Linked DNA regions of Gossypium hirsutum: regions 2 and 3 are each linked to region 1. Evidence: chromatin contacts called from public Hi-C data. All regions are on one chromosome and are shown on one strand. The core of a region is the stretch at or near the end of the contact, and the rest is flanking DNA. Distances in the headings are between cores, read along the strand shown.

Region 1 (4,108 bases), core at 757-3,256:
ATCTTGTAAGGATTAATTCTTAGTTTGCTTATTTGTTTCACTCTTTAAGAGGTTATATCTTAAGGTTTGGGTAAAAACTTTAAGGGAGTTGTAAGGTTAAACCTTGCCCTCAAAAGTTAATCAAATTAATGAATTTGAGAAAATCCTTAGCAGTGGAAAGCTAAGGTAGTGGAATAGGCAATTAGGGTCGAACCACTCTAAATCGTTATGTTCAATTGTTCTAATTTTTTTTTCTTTCAAGCTTCCACAATTTTTTAGAAGCCAATTTACCTCCCTCTTGGCGATTTTGGATTGATTAATTGAGCTAACATTTTCTTTTAATTTAACTTTTATACATAGTTTAACTTTTAATTAAACATAATTAATTAATTAAATCTTAATTAATTAGGATTTAATCACAATTAGCAAAGTTAGTGGATTCTAGCTATCCGCCACCACTATTTGGAGTAATTTGAAGGGTCCATTTGTTCAAGTGGTCCTTGGATTAATTAGAAAGAAATTAACTTTGATCACTTTTACAAATTAGTCATTGTATCTTAATTAATTATCCATTTAACAAAATTAAGGGACCAAAATTCAGTTAACCTTTATTCTAACCTCGTAAATATTAAATAACAATATTTACAAGCTCGAACATCAGAAATGGGTTCCAAAATAACCGTTTTTCAACACCACTGAAAAACATACTATTACATAATACCTTCATCTATGATTGTAAGTATTGACATAGGGGTCATATCTCCATTGTGGCCAATCGAGAAATCCTACAATTGTATTGGCATTTTTGTTTGCATCTTTAAGAAGTATAGGGCATGAATCAATTTGGTGGCCATAAATAGCGCATATACCACATGCTGTAACATGTTGACTATTTCCTAAAACTAATTGTTCAACGAGTGAAATTAGCTTATCAAGATGACTTTCAATAGAAGATGAATTTACCTCATTCGCTCTACTTGGAATTATCGTTTGAATCCTCCAACTATATTAAGATGTTCTTTTGTATCTGCAAGAAGTATAAGACATGTATATGTTTTGTGGTCATAATTCAATACAACAAATTTGCTCATTAGTGGCATTTAAAAATTGTCGTTGAAAATTACATTTATGTCATTATTTGCATTTGGTGATGCAAATTTGTCATCATGGCATTCGTCACGTTAAGTGTGTCATTAAAGGTTAAAAGAGACGTATTTTTATTCATAACATATTATTAAGAATATGATGACAACAAAATATAATGTCATAATATAATTCGTATACGGTGATAACTAGTTGAGTCACGTAATGATATAAGATTTTGTATTTGATCATTTTTATTGTCACCAATAATAAAATAATGTGCAATGTATAGGTGATTAAAGCGATATCCAAGAGAATTAATGATGTATTATATCGTCACTTAATATAATAAAATAATAAAATTTATAAACACCAAATTTCATTGGGATCAAAATTAATATTTTATGATAAATATATTTGAATTAATACTAAACTAAACATTTCAATTTGGTATTGAAAAATTTTCAAATTCAATTTAATTTCGAATTAAATGTTAATTTGAAACATTGAGAAGTTGGGTTTCTTTTTAATTTTCAGCTGCAATTGAAATTGAAGCCTAGGAATATTGAATTTTAAACTTATTTGGGTCTTATTTTCTAATGTTTTGAGACATTTTCCATTTACTTTTTATTTAGGTTTTCATAAATATATATTTAATAAAAAAATTCAGAAAATTACAAAAATTTAAAAATATTTTTCATATCCTCCGTAACACATTTCAATCAAATTAGTGAATTCTCCATCTATAATTAGTGAAGTCTTTATTTAAGCATGTTGAAACAAGTTTATTACGAAAAGGTTTAGTTATTATATGATGAAATTGAAAAACTGAAATCTTGAGTGACCTCTTTCTCTATTTTTCTTTATTTAATTAATAAAAAATCTCACATAATTGGTACCGTTAATTATAGGATTCATGTGATGCGGCACCGTTCCCGCTTTGCTTGCTCTGCCAACCTTCTCAAACAGCCCCCCATGTGACCACCGACAACTGCCAGCTGCAATCAATTAGGACCCGTGTTCTATCCTCTACGCTCCATATCTCCACTCTGCCCTTCAACTTGCCACTAATAAATCGCCACGTCATCAAACTCATCACTCCCATTTGCCAAAACACCCTTGTTTTCCATCAAAATTACCAAATCAACACCACCGTTTTGACGTGGCATCCCAAACCAGCAGCTCATACAGCTTATCCACCACACACGAATATACTCCTCAACGCGGCTAAGCCAGTTTTCATTATTATTCTTATTCAATTTTCACTTTTATTTAATTTCCTTATCTTACCCCCACTTTATCATCATCACTGTCTCTTTAGCCTTTACCCTTTGTTTCTTTGATTTGTTTCTAAGGATTTAATCTCTAAACCTTCTTCCCATTTCTTCATTACATTGTTCAAGAACAAACAAAAAAAAAAAGAAGCAAAAAAACATGGCCAAAGTTCTGTTGTTCATTGCTCTATGTGTGCTTCCAGCTTTGGTTAGTGCTACACGCATTCTGAATAACCAATTGGTGGTTGAAGGCTATGTGTACTGTGATACTTGCCGTGCTGGTTTTGAAACCCCTAAGACTAGAAGGCTAGCTGGTAAATTCCATTTCTAACATACTTTAATCTTAATCTACGTTTTGCTATGTTGGCTTTTGTGTATATGTTGGTGACATTGTTAGATCTGGTGTTCTAGGTTTTAAAGTGGTAGATCTGTGAAGTAGTTTGTAGGTTTTGATGTTACATTGAGTGACAGTGAATGAAAGGGTGTGTAAACATAAAATAATGGGAACAACCATGACATGTTGGACTGGATCAGTAGGCGGTTCAAAGATGCAAATTTTAATAGAAAGGGGGAAAATTTAAGGTTTAAGATGATAATTTTGCTCATAGATTTATAAACCCAAAAATGTTGGTTCTTGGACATGGAACAGGATGTTGTGTATTGTTTAATGGCTGTGTTGCCTGGATCCTTCTTTCCCCTTGTCTGATCTATGTGATGTTTAATATTGGTAAATTTGTCGTATTTGGTTCTGAATCTTGGTATACTGATATCATGTGCTTTGTAGATGCCATGGTTAAGCTGGTATGCTCCGACAGGAAGACCGGCGGAGTTGTTTTCGAGAAGGAGGGATATACCGACAAAACCGGAAAATACCAGATTCGTGTATCCGAGGATCACTTGGATCAGATCTGTGATGCAGTTCTTGTGAAGAGCCCCCAGCTTGGATGTGCCACAATGTCCCCCGGTCGTGAACGTGCCCGTGTTATCTTGACCAACTCCAATGGCATTTCATCCACCACCCGTTATGCCAATAGCATGGGCTTCATGGTTGACAAGGCTGAAGTTGGCTGTGCTGAGATGATGAAGATGTATCGGGAGGATGAGGAGGATGTCTAGTGTGTGGGTTTGGATTTATTTGCATATGAAATGTGATGTTGTCTGCTATTTGTTATGTGAATTGCTTCGTTATTTCTACGTTAGAGGACTTCTATAACTTATTTTTCTTTCAAATTCTATTGCCAATTATATAAACCTAAGCTATGGCTTCTATCATTTAACAACTTGAATCTCTGATTGTTTGTCTTCAATGCTCAATAAATAAGACCCTTCTTCAATCACCATCGAACCATCTTTCTTGGCTGAGCTAAGATGCTCACATGGCCTCAACTCAAATTCAACTTCAGCTCTTTCCCCTGCGTTCAGGTTAACACTCTGGAATGCAACTAATTGTTTTACTGGCCTCCCATTGACCATCTTTGGTTGCCTCACAAATAGCAACATTGGATGCTTACCGGCCATCTCGCCATGGTTTTTAACTCGAACCTTGACTGTGTACTTCATTTTTTCACAAGCTTCGGCTCCCATCTCTGAAACAGGCATGTACCTGTTAGGATTTGAGCTCTAAACCATTATATGGACCTTGTTTTGTGTTACAGGGAGAATTTCGTAAGTATAGTTCGAGTAGCTAAGACCATAACCAAATTCAAAAGCCTTCGGTCCTTGGTAAAATCTGTAGGTGCGTCCGGGATAGCTGGACGAAGGTTCAGGTCGCA
Region 2 (4,149 bases), core at 1,477-3,976, 550 kb after region 1:
AAGGATAAATGCGCTTCAACACGCTCAATCCCAAGTCCTCCTGCATAGATAACAATGACAATGTCAATGCTAACCGAGTTAGGACTTAGTCGACATGTATCATTTTTATTCTATATTAGTATGAATATATATTGATGGATTTTGTTGTATTATTTTAAATTTATTGATAATTTTAAAATATTTTTATATAGATATTTATAAATTAATTTATAATTTATAATTAAATATATATTAATATTACATGTAAATTTATCTCAATTACATTCATAAAAATATCTTTGCATACAAATATAAATTTTAAAATGATTTATTAAATTAAATAATTTAATTTGATAATTTTTTTTATTTTTAATGTTTTTAAATAAAAATTAACGCAGTTAAAAATTATCATGTACCTTAAATTTTATTTTATTTTATTTTGTATATTTTACTATATATTAAACACTTGTCATCACTCTAATTTAATATTGAAATGAAATACGTGAAAGTGGCCCCACACACTTAAATTAGCGGCTGAGATTGCAAGAAAATAGGAATTCTCTAAAAATTTTAATAATTTTCTATATTTTATTTTTATTTTTTAGAATTATTGTTAACAAAAATTTTAAAAATATTAAAAGGATATTTTAGCTATCGTTTAGGGATAAAATTAGCTAATAATCTTTGGGATTAATGTACCACAAAACTTAACAAAGACAACTAAACTATAATCATTCAATAACACTAATGACTAATATATAACTTTTAAAAGTTAAATGACTGAAACGTAGTTTTAAACAAAATTTAAGAATAATTAATATAATTTACCTAAAAATAAAAATTGTTAAAGATAATATTCTAACAGTTGGTAGAAGTCTAATGATAAATACGGTAAATTTGGTGGTTCCAGTGACCCTGTATTAGATACAGTGACAGAATTAGAAATTTTTTTGAAAATTAAATTATATATTTTTATAATAATAAAAATTTTAATATTTTAATAATTTATATCTTTATAATTTTAATTAAATTTTTATAATTTTAAAAGATTAAAATATAATAATATTATTATTAATTTAAAATTTTATAAATTATAAATCACCTAAGTGAAACTTGTGGGAGCCACTGATTAGATGTCTGACTGCATACATGCTTTAGTAGGTCGCACTATAATAGGCCTAAAAGCAGAGGATGGTATCATGTCAATGTAGTTGGGTAAGAGTACAGAAGACAAAAGCTTTGATACCATTTCAACACAGACTTTCTTTTAAATTTATTGTGAATCAGCTTAAAATCTATGCAAAAGGGTTATTTAATTTCCGGTATACGAAGCAGGGTTCTATAAGTAATTTTGCCACTTGTAAACGGAGATTTCTTCAGTGGAACTTTTTTTATGACGAATGAATTTTATGGAATTTGATGAGCGGAAAATGTGAGAGCAACTGCAGAATTGTAAGTATTATGAAACGTGTCCGTAAATGAACCGTATTGCACTGCAAATCCTGTCATAATCAATTTCCAACCAAAGAGGCGGCTCCCAAGGCAAAATTAGTAAAACAGGACGTTCTTTTTAAATTAATTATTGATTTAGACTGTTTTTATATTATTTAAGGATTTTGAAAATCACAAGTTAAATGATAAAAAGCGCGTCTTCCGAAAACCACAGTTCAAAAAATGTTTTTTTTATCACACACATTTTCCTTTAACATGCTTATATTTTCTACCCTCCATCCCAAGTTCGAATTTTCTCCCATATTTATTTATTATGTTTCTACTGAATAATTCAAGCATTTTTTTATTTTTTAAATTTTTAATTTTTATTTTTGAACTTTTAGTTAGTAAATATATTTTTAATTTTAATTAACAATTTATTTATATAGATAAAATGAAAATTATATAATTATATAATAAAATAATTATATATATATATTATTATGTTAAATATATTTTATTTTTAAACATCAACTACTTTTTTTGATATATTTTTATTTATATATAATTTTTATATGTCAAATATTTTTTTTACACGTATATCTTGAGTATTGTAAATTTTAATATTATAAAAATAATTATTTCAAAATAATAAATATTTTTCATAAAAATTATATATAAAAAAAATATCAAAAAAATTAATTGATGTTTTTAAAAAATAAAATATATTTAATATAATAATATATAGAAAATTAGTTGATGTATTTTAAAAATAAATATATTTAATATAATCGTATATAAAAAATTATTTTCATTATATAATTACATATTTATTATTTTATCTATATAAATAAAAAATAAATAAAAACTGAAAAATAAATTTAATATAACATGTTTATTAATTAAAAGCATTAATTATAAATTAAAAAAAAAACTCCAAGCAACGTTCATTAAAAAAACAAATAAATAAGGGAGGGGATTCGAATCTGAAACCCAAGGGTAGAAAATGTAATAATTTTAAAAAATATTCTATAAAGCTAATTTTCCTAAATAATATAAAAAACGGCTAAATTGGTAATTGTTTTTAAAAAGTTTCCTTCTTCACTAATTTGCCCGGCACCCAATTATTTTTTATCAGTCGTAGTTTTTCCTCTAGCTTTTCCAAGAAGCTTCGTTATCTCCGCCCCCCACATCATCAGCATGTCACCGTCTGCTGACGGAACCGTCAAATGCGCCTGCAGATGCTCCTCTTCGTCCCTCGAGAATGGTGGTTTCAACGATGACTCCGCCGATTATGGTCATTTAAGTTCGGTTGACGGACTTGCTCGCATTGCGCCGGATCAAAACCTTCGTCAAATTCTTCCTCTGCTCTTGCTATTGGTACGGTTCCGTTAACGCAGTCGGAGAAGTTGCGGAGATTCATCGTCGCCTCAGCTAAAGGTTTCTCGATCGGGGCTGGCCTTAGAGGTGGATTAGCTCTCTTCTCGATTATAGCACGGTTACGGCGCAAAAAATTAAGGTAACTAATTGTTATACAAATAAATTTGACGATTTCAAATTTCATTTGCTTTATTTATAGTTATATACTACTAAGGCAATAATTATGATTGTAGGAAAGATGAGTCGTTTTCTGATAAAGAAGCGATTGTTGTGGGGATGAAAGAGACTATTAGATACGGTCTTTTCCTTGGTACTTTTGCGGGTACATTTGTTTCTGTAGATGAAATTATTGTTGCTGTTGGGCGACATAACAGGCAATGATCTTCTTAATCTTAATTTTCCTCATTCAAACAAAGGAACTTATTATTAACTTGCGTTTGATTTATTTGAATTATTGAATTTCTTTTCAGGACTACAAAGTGGAGGGCGTTAATAGCGGGACTTGTTGCAGGTCCTTCCATGCTTCTTACTGGACCTAATAAACAACATAAGAGTTTGGCCATATACATACTCATGCGAGCTGCCGTATTGGCTTCGCGCTGCGGAATGAAGAGTAAACGATTTGGGAAGCTTTGTAAACCTCTTACATGGAAGCATGGTGACATATTCCTTATGTGTCTCTCTTCTTCGCAAATTTTGTAGGTTCCTTTTGTTAAGTTGTCTTGGTTGTTGGCTTAGTTTTTTGCTATTAATTAAACTTTATTGCAATTCTTCTTAATGAATCTCGGTCATTATTGAATTTACCACATGGACTAAAGGACCAAGTCTACTGGGATTCCCGTCTTCTGGATCAAGTTACCAATCTCTAAACTATCCTGTTTGGAAGATTTAAGAGAAAAAAAAGTGTTGTAGTGTATAATTTTGGAGGCATTCTGAAAATTATCTGACTATATTAGAATTGATTCATGACTGGAAAGTCTGATCAGCATGCCTAGGGACTTTGTTGTTCATTTTTCTGCACCTTTTTTATCATTCAACCTGTTAAAGTTGGCAATCAAAATTGAAAATGTTTGTCTTTTCATCTCCAGTTTTTAAAGTTCATTGAATCTTAGGCTTCATAGCATGAACTTAGATACTTATCTCTAAAAAAGATGGTCAGAGCGTAAATATGTGAAAAGAAAGTGGGAAAATGTTTGCTTGAATGAATGTAAGTGCTAATTAAATGTTTTTGGGCATCATTTGAAAAGGGGCTGCATGGAACTGTGTGGCTTTACAAGTTGTACAAGTAATAGCATCCAAAAACACTATCTCGGGAAATTTTTTTCTGTAATTTTCCTAAGAAGATGATGACTGTACATT
Region 3 (3,933 bases), core at 333-2,832, 690 kb before region 1:
TAACACTTAAAGACAGATGATAGTGCAGGCTAAAATACATCAAACCTTCATGTTCAAGACGCAGAAACATGAGATGTCCAAAAAGTAGTCACATTTGGAATTCACCATATAAATGAAATCTAGCAATCCTAAGATGCTACTATCCTTAATCCATCAAGCCAAACATGTAAGAAGGTGCTCTCTAAAGAAGAAAGGAGCCATACAGAGGCGCTTTCTTAAATGCTTAACTAAGACCAAGAACACTTCCTAACCCCAGATGCTTGAAACAAAAGATAAAATAAGGTGCCCAAAGATAAAATAACTTGCAACAAAAGCTACTAAATGAAAATGGATGTTATATTATAGGCAGAGTATCAAATCACTTACTCAGAAATCCCTTCGTAAACCGATCCAAATGATCCACTTCCCAGAAGCTCACCTTTCTCCCAATAAGTAATTGTCCTTTTGAACCTACCGTTAGGAGAAATATTTGACATAGGCTCTGTTGTAGTACTCGAAGAATCATCATCATTCGAAGTTGTGAAAGAACAAGACTCTGAAAGCACCGCATTGTCTCCTATTCTCATTAAATTTTCCTCCTTAGTATTTCCCTCATTAAACCCACCGTCCTCTCTTTTATATTCTTCGTCATCGGAAGACGAATGTGAGTTAACCGGAATCGCACACCCTCTATCGTCATCGGGGCCGAAATCCCTAAACAGATCCCAGGTGGAGCAGCCGTTATCGATCGCTTTTAGCTTCATTCCCGGAGGTGGCTTTAAAAACGGTGGCTTATCCCCTTTAATTCCACTATTCCCTCCTCCAACAACAACATTCGAAACGCAAGACGTGCTTGACTTCAATTCGGTTGTCGTAGTATTATCCACCGCAATTTTATCAGAAAAGCAGCATTCCCTTTTCGACTCGGACGAGTCCTTCCGAGTCAACTCAGTAGCCAAAACCCTCTCAGCCAATTCATCTACTGTTACTTCAGCGCCGGCGCCGCCTTTTACTAGAGCTGTCTCTTCTTTAGGACTATCCAACCGGTTTAATCTGGACCGAGGCAGAAGATCCGACGACGATCTGATCTTACGGGCCTCCCAGGCGGCGGTCGGGATTGAAAAATCTTCAGGACCATTAAGGCCCAAGCTCCGACAAATTCGATCGAGCTCTCCGTCGGTTCCTTCGAGACGAAAGCTTGTTTGATACAAATCGAGCGATCGTGTGACTAGAGGAGAAGAAGAAGAAGAAGAATCATCGAGAGACGAACAAAACGAGCCCGCATCGTAATCGATGTCCTTCGCTGCATTGCGTCGCTCGAGTCTAGGTTTTCTTCTGCTCCTTTTCGAGTCCATGGCGACTCTATTGCTAAAGAATCGAGGTAAGTGATGCATGTGGAACAGAATCCATCAAAATTCAAAAAAAAAGCTAAAGCAGCATAGGGTTTCCGAAAATATCAATTTAAGAAAGAGAAACGCTTTTGTTCTTTTTCTCCGTAACTTTCCTGGGAAAATTTAGGTGAGAAAAATTGGGAGCGAAAAGCGGCTGACCTAAAGAGAGAGAAAAAAAACGTGATAATGGTAGACAGAGTGGCTGGCTAGTAAACGCCGTCGGAAGAGAGAGAAATAAAGAGATTATACGCGTCGCCACGTGTCGCTTGCAAGAAATTTTTAAATCTTTGCATCCAAGGATTACTTTTTTATCCAGTTAGCTCCTTCAGTTTGTAAATTTTATTTTGGATTGTAATCACTAGGCCGTTTGTAATCGAATAGTTGCTTAGACTGTCCATTTGAAATAGTTTAATATTTATAGTTACTCATATTTGTATTTATATTTTAATTGTATGATATTGATTATATTTAAAAAAATGTAAATTAATCATATATATTAGATTAAAAAATAAATTGATTATTTTGTATATTAAAAAATTGATGAATATTTAATAGAAAAAATTGAATTGTTCTTTAATTTAACGTATAAGAATTAATTTATCTAAATTTTAATAAAAATATAAAATATAATTTGATTTCTAATATAAGAATCTTCATAATACTTTTATCGTAAATTTGTCGCCACATGAATAATAAGCTTATACCCAAATTTATTGTGTTGGAGTTACAATTTTTTTTTTAAAGTCCCACAACTATAATACATATACAAATATATATATATATATATATTTATGATCAATCGTAATATAAAACTTAACCAATATACAATACAACAAAGAAAGAATAAGATTCAAACCTTTTAAGGTCTAGTGCCTTAGCTTTTGCTAATAGTGTCTTTAATCTAATCATTGTCTGAGTCACTTGTCCAAGTTCGAGGGCTTATTTGAAAAGTAAGAGAATTTAGATAAAATATAAACTTGAAAAATAGGGTTGGACAAAAAAATAAGACTAATTCTCTAAACAAGTTAAGTTTCAGGTAAAATTATTTTTGTTCAGGATCGAGCCAGTCAGAATTAGTTGTTTTGTGGTTGTTTCATTATTGTTTTGCTTTCATTTTATTATTATATTGCTATTATATTATTATTATTGTTTAGATATTGTATAACTCATGTTTTATTATTAAATTTGCAACTTTGCTAAGTTACAACTATCTTAGTGTTTTTTAAGTATAAAGGCTTTTCTAATGTATTTTTAATTTGTTAGGAAATATTTATTTTAATGTATTTAATGTGTTATATTTTTAAGTTTATTTTTATATAAAAATAATTTTAAAAAATAAATACGGGCTAGACAGATTAGATTCAGATTTAGTATTTTTAATTTGAATAAAACTTAAACATAATTTTAAGTTTATTTTTCGTACCAAACTGAATCTAAACCTAAAAAATAAATCTTAAATTTTATATTGACCAGATTAGGTGTGTAGTGTCTAAACCTCATGAACAAAGATTAGATATTTTTAAATAAAATTTTGACTTCAAAATTTATAAATAAAAATCAAATTTTTTTAAAAAAAAATTGATATCAAATATAGAAAGATGTGTATAAAAACAAAGGGGTTAATGGTCTACAGCGGCTGGCATCAAAAGTAGACCAACATGGATATTCGTCATTATCCTTGGTAAATGTGTGAATTTGCGTAATGTTAAGAGTATGGTGAGATTTATACTCTAAAACAAAATCTATCTCTACTGGAATTGAATTAGTGTAATGCTATGTGAGTGGAGCCATCCACTCTAATTTTAATTTGATTCAATTGGAATCAAGATTTATTTATAAAATTTTAGTTAACTCATTCAATTCACATTTACATCATACCATATTTTTTAAGGTTGAGTTAAGTTGTAATAAAATTTTAGGTCCGATTGATAAGTTTGGCTTTAGCTCAGTTTGAAAAATAAGTTTAAATATTTGTTTAAGTCTAGCCTGCTTGTATTAATTTTTTAATTTTTGTTTTTATATAAAAAAATTAAAAAATATGATATATCAAATATACTAAAAATATTAAAATAAAAATTTTCTAACAAATTAAAAATAAATTAAAAAAATATTTGTACTTAAATAACAATAAGATAAGTACAACTTAACAAGCAAATACCTCTAAAATAGTAGCAAAATTAACAATAAAACAAGTGTTATACAATATCCAAACATTAACAACAAAATAGTAATAATATAATAATAAAATGGTAGCAAAATTGTGTCAAAAAGTGGGAAAACAACAAAACATGAAAGAATAAGGATTTTTTTAATGAAAATTGGAGCCAACCCAAACTCAAAAAAATCTTATCTGAGGCTCAATCCATTTTCTAAACAGGCCTATATTTTTGTCCAAACTCTCTCATTTTTCGAGCGAGAGTGGGGCCGAATGACCCGACCCATGAACAACTCTATTTTTATTTAAGTGGTAAAGTTGAAAGTTTAAATATTATATGGGTTTTAAGTTCAAATCTCATTATATGTAGATTTTAATAGTGTAACTTTATAAATACATGGTTTTTTT

The links. Hi-C and Micro-C count contacts between places; a contact is called where the count stands out from the background.
Region 2: a contact with region 1 is called in a Hi-C map of leaf, with 2.8 times the contacts expected there. The contact joins the promoter of LOC107944593 here to the promoter of LOC107952043 in region 1. A contact is called at or near these places in 8 of 34 Hi-C or Micro-C datasets (anther, callus, leaf and 2 more).
Region 3: a Hi-C map of leaf shows a contact between it and region 1, with 4 times the contacts expected there. The contact joins the promoter of LOC107951438 here to the promoter of LOC107952043 in region 1. A contact is called at or near these places in 2 of 34 Hi-C or Micro-C datasets (both in leaf).

Annotation. Positions count from the first base shown.
Region 1 is chrA02:15,955,669-15,959,776 of Gossypium_hirsutum_v2.1, forward strand. LOC107952043 (protein DOWNSTREAM OF FLC) reads left to right here and starts at 2,007. Exons shown (of 2, transcript XM_016887284.2): 1 at 2,007-2,650; 2 at 3,121-3,608. The coding sequence starts at 2,497. The coding sequence ends at 3,452. It also overlaps the pseudogene LOC107952044.
Region 2 is chrA02:16,509,687-16,513,835 of Gossypium_hirsutum_v2.1, forward strand. It overlaps LOC107944593 (transmembrane protein 135 homolog), which reads left to right and starts at 2,727. Exons shown (of 8, transcript XM_041085490.1): 1 at 2,727-2,929; 2 at 3,024-3,164; 3 at 3,261-3,488. The coding sequence starts at 2,727.
Region 3 is chrA02:15,269,041-15,272,973 of Gossypium_hirsutum_v2.1, forward strand. It overlaps LOC107951438 (mitogen-activated protein kinase kinase kinase 1), which reads right to left and starts at 1,583. Exons shown (of 9, transcript XM_041085349.1): 1 at 367-1,583. The coding sequence starts at 1,373.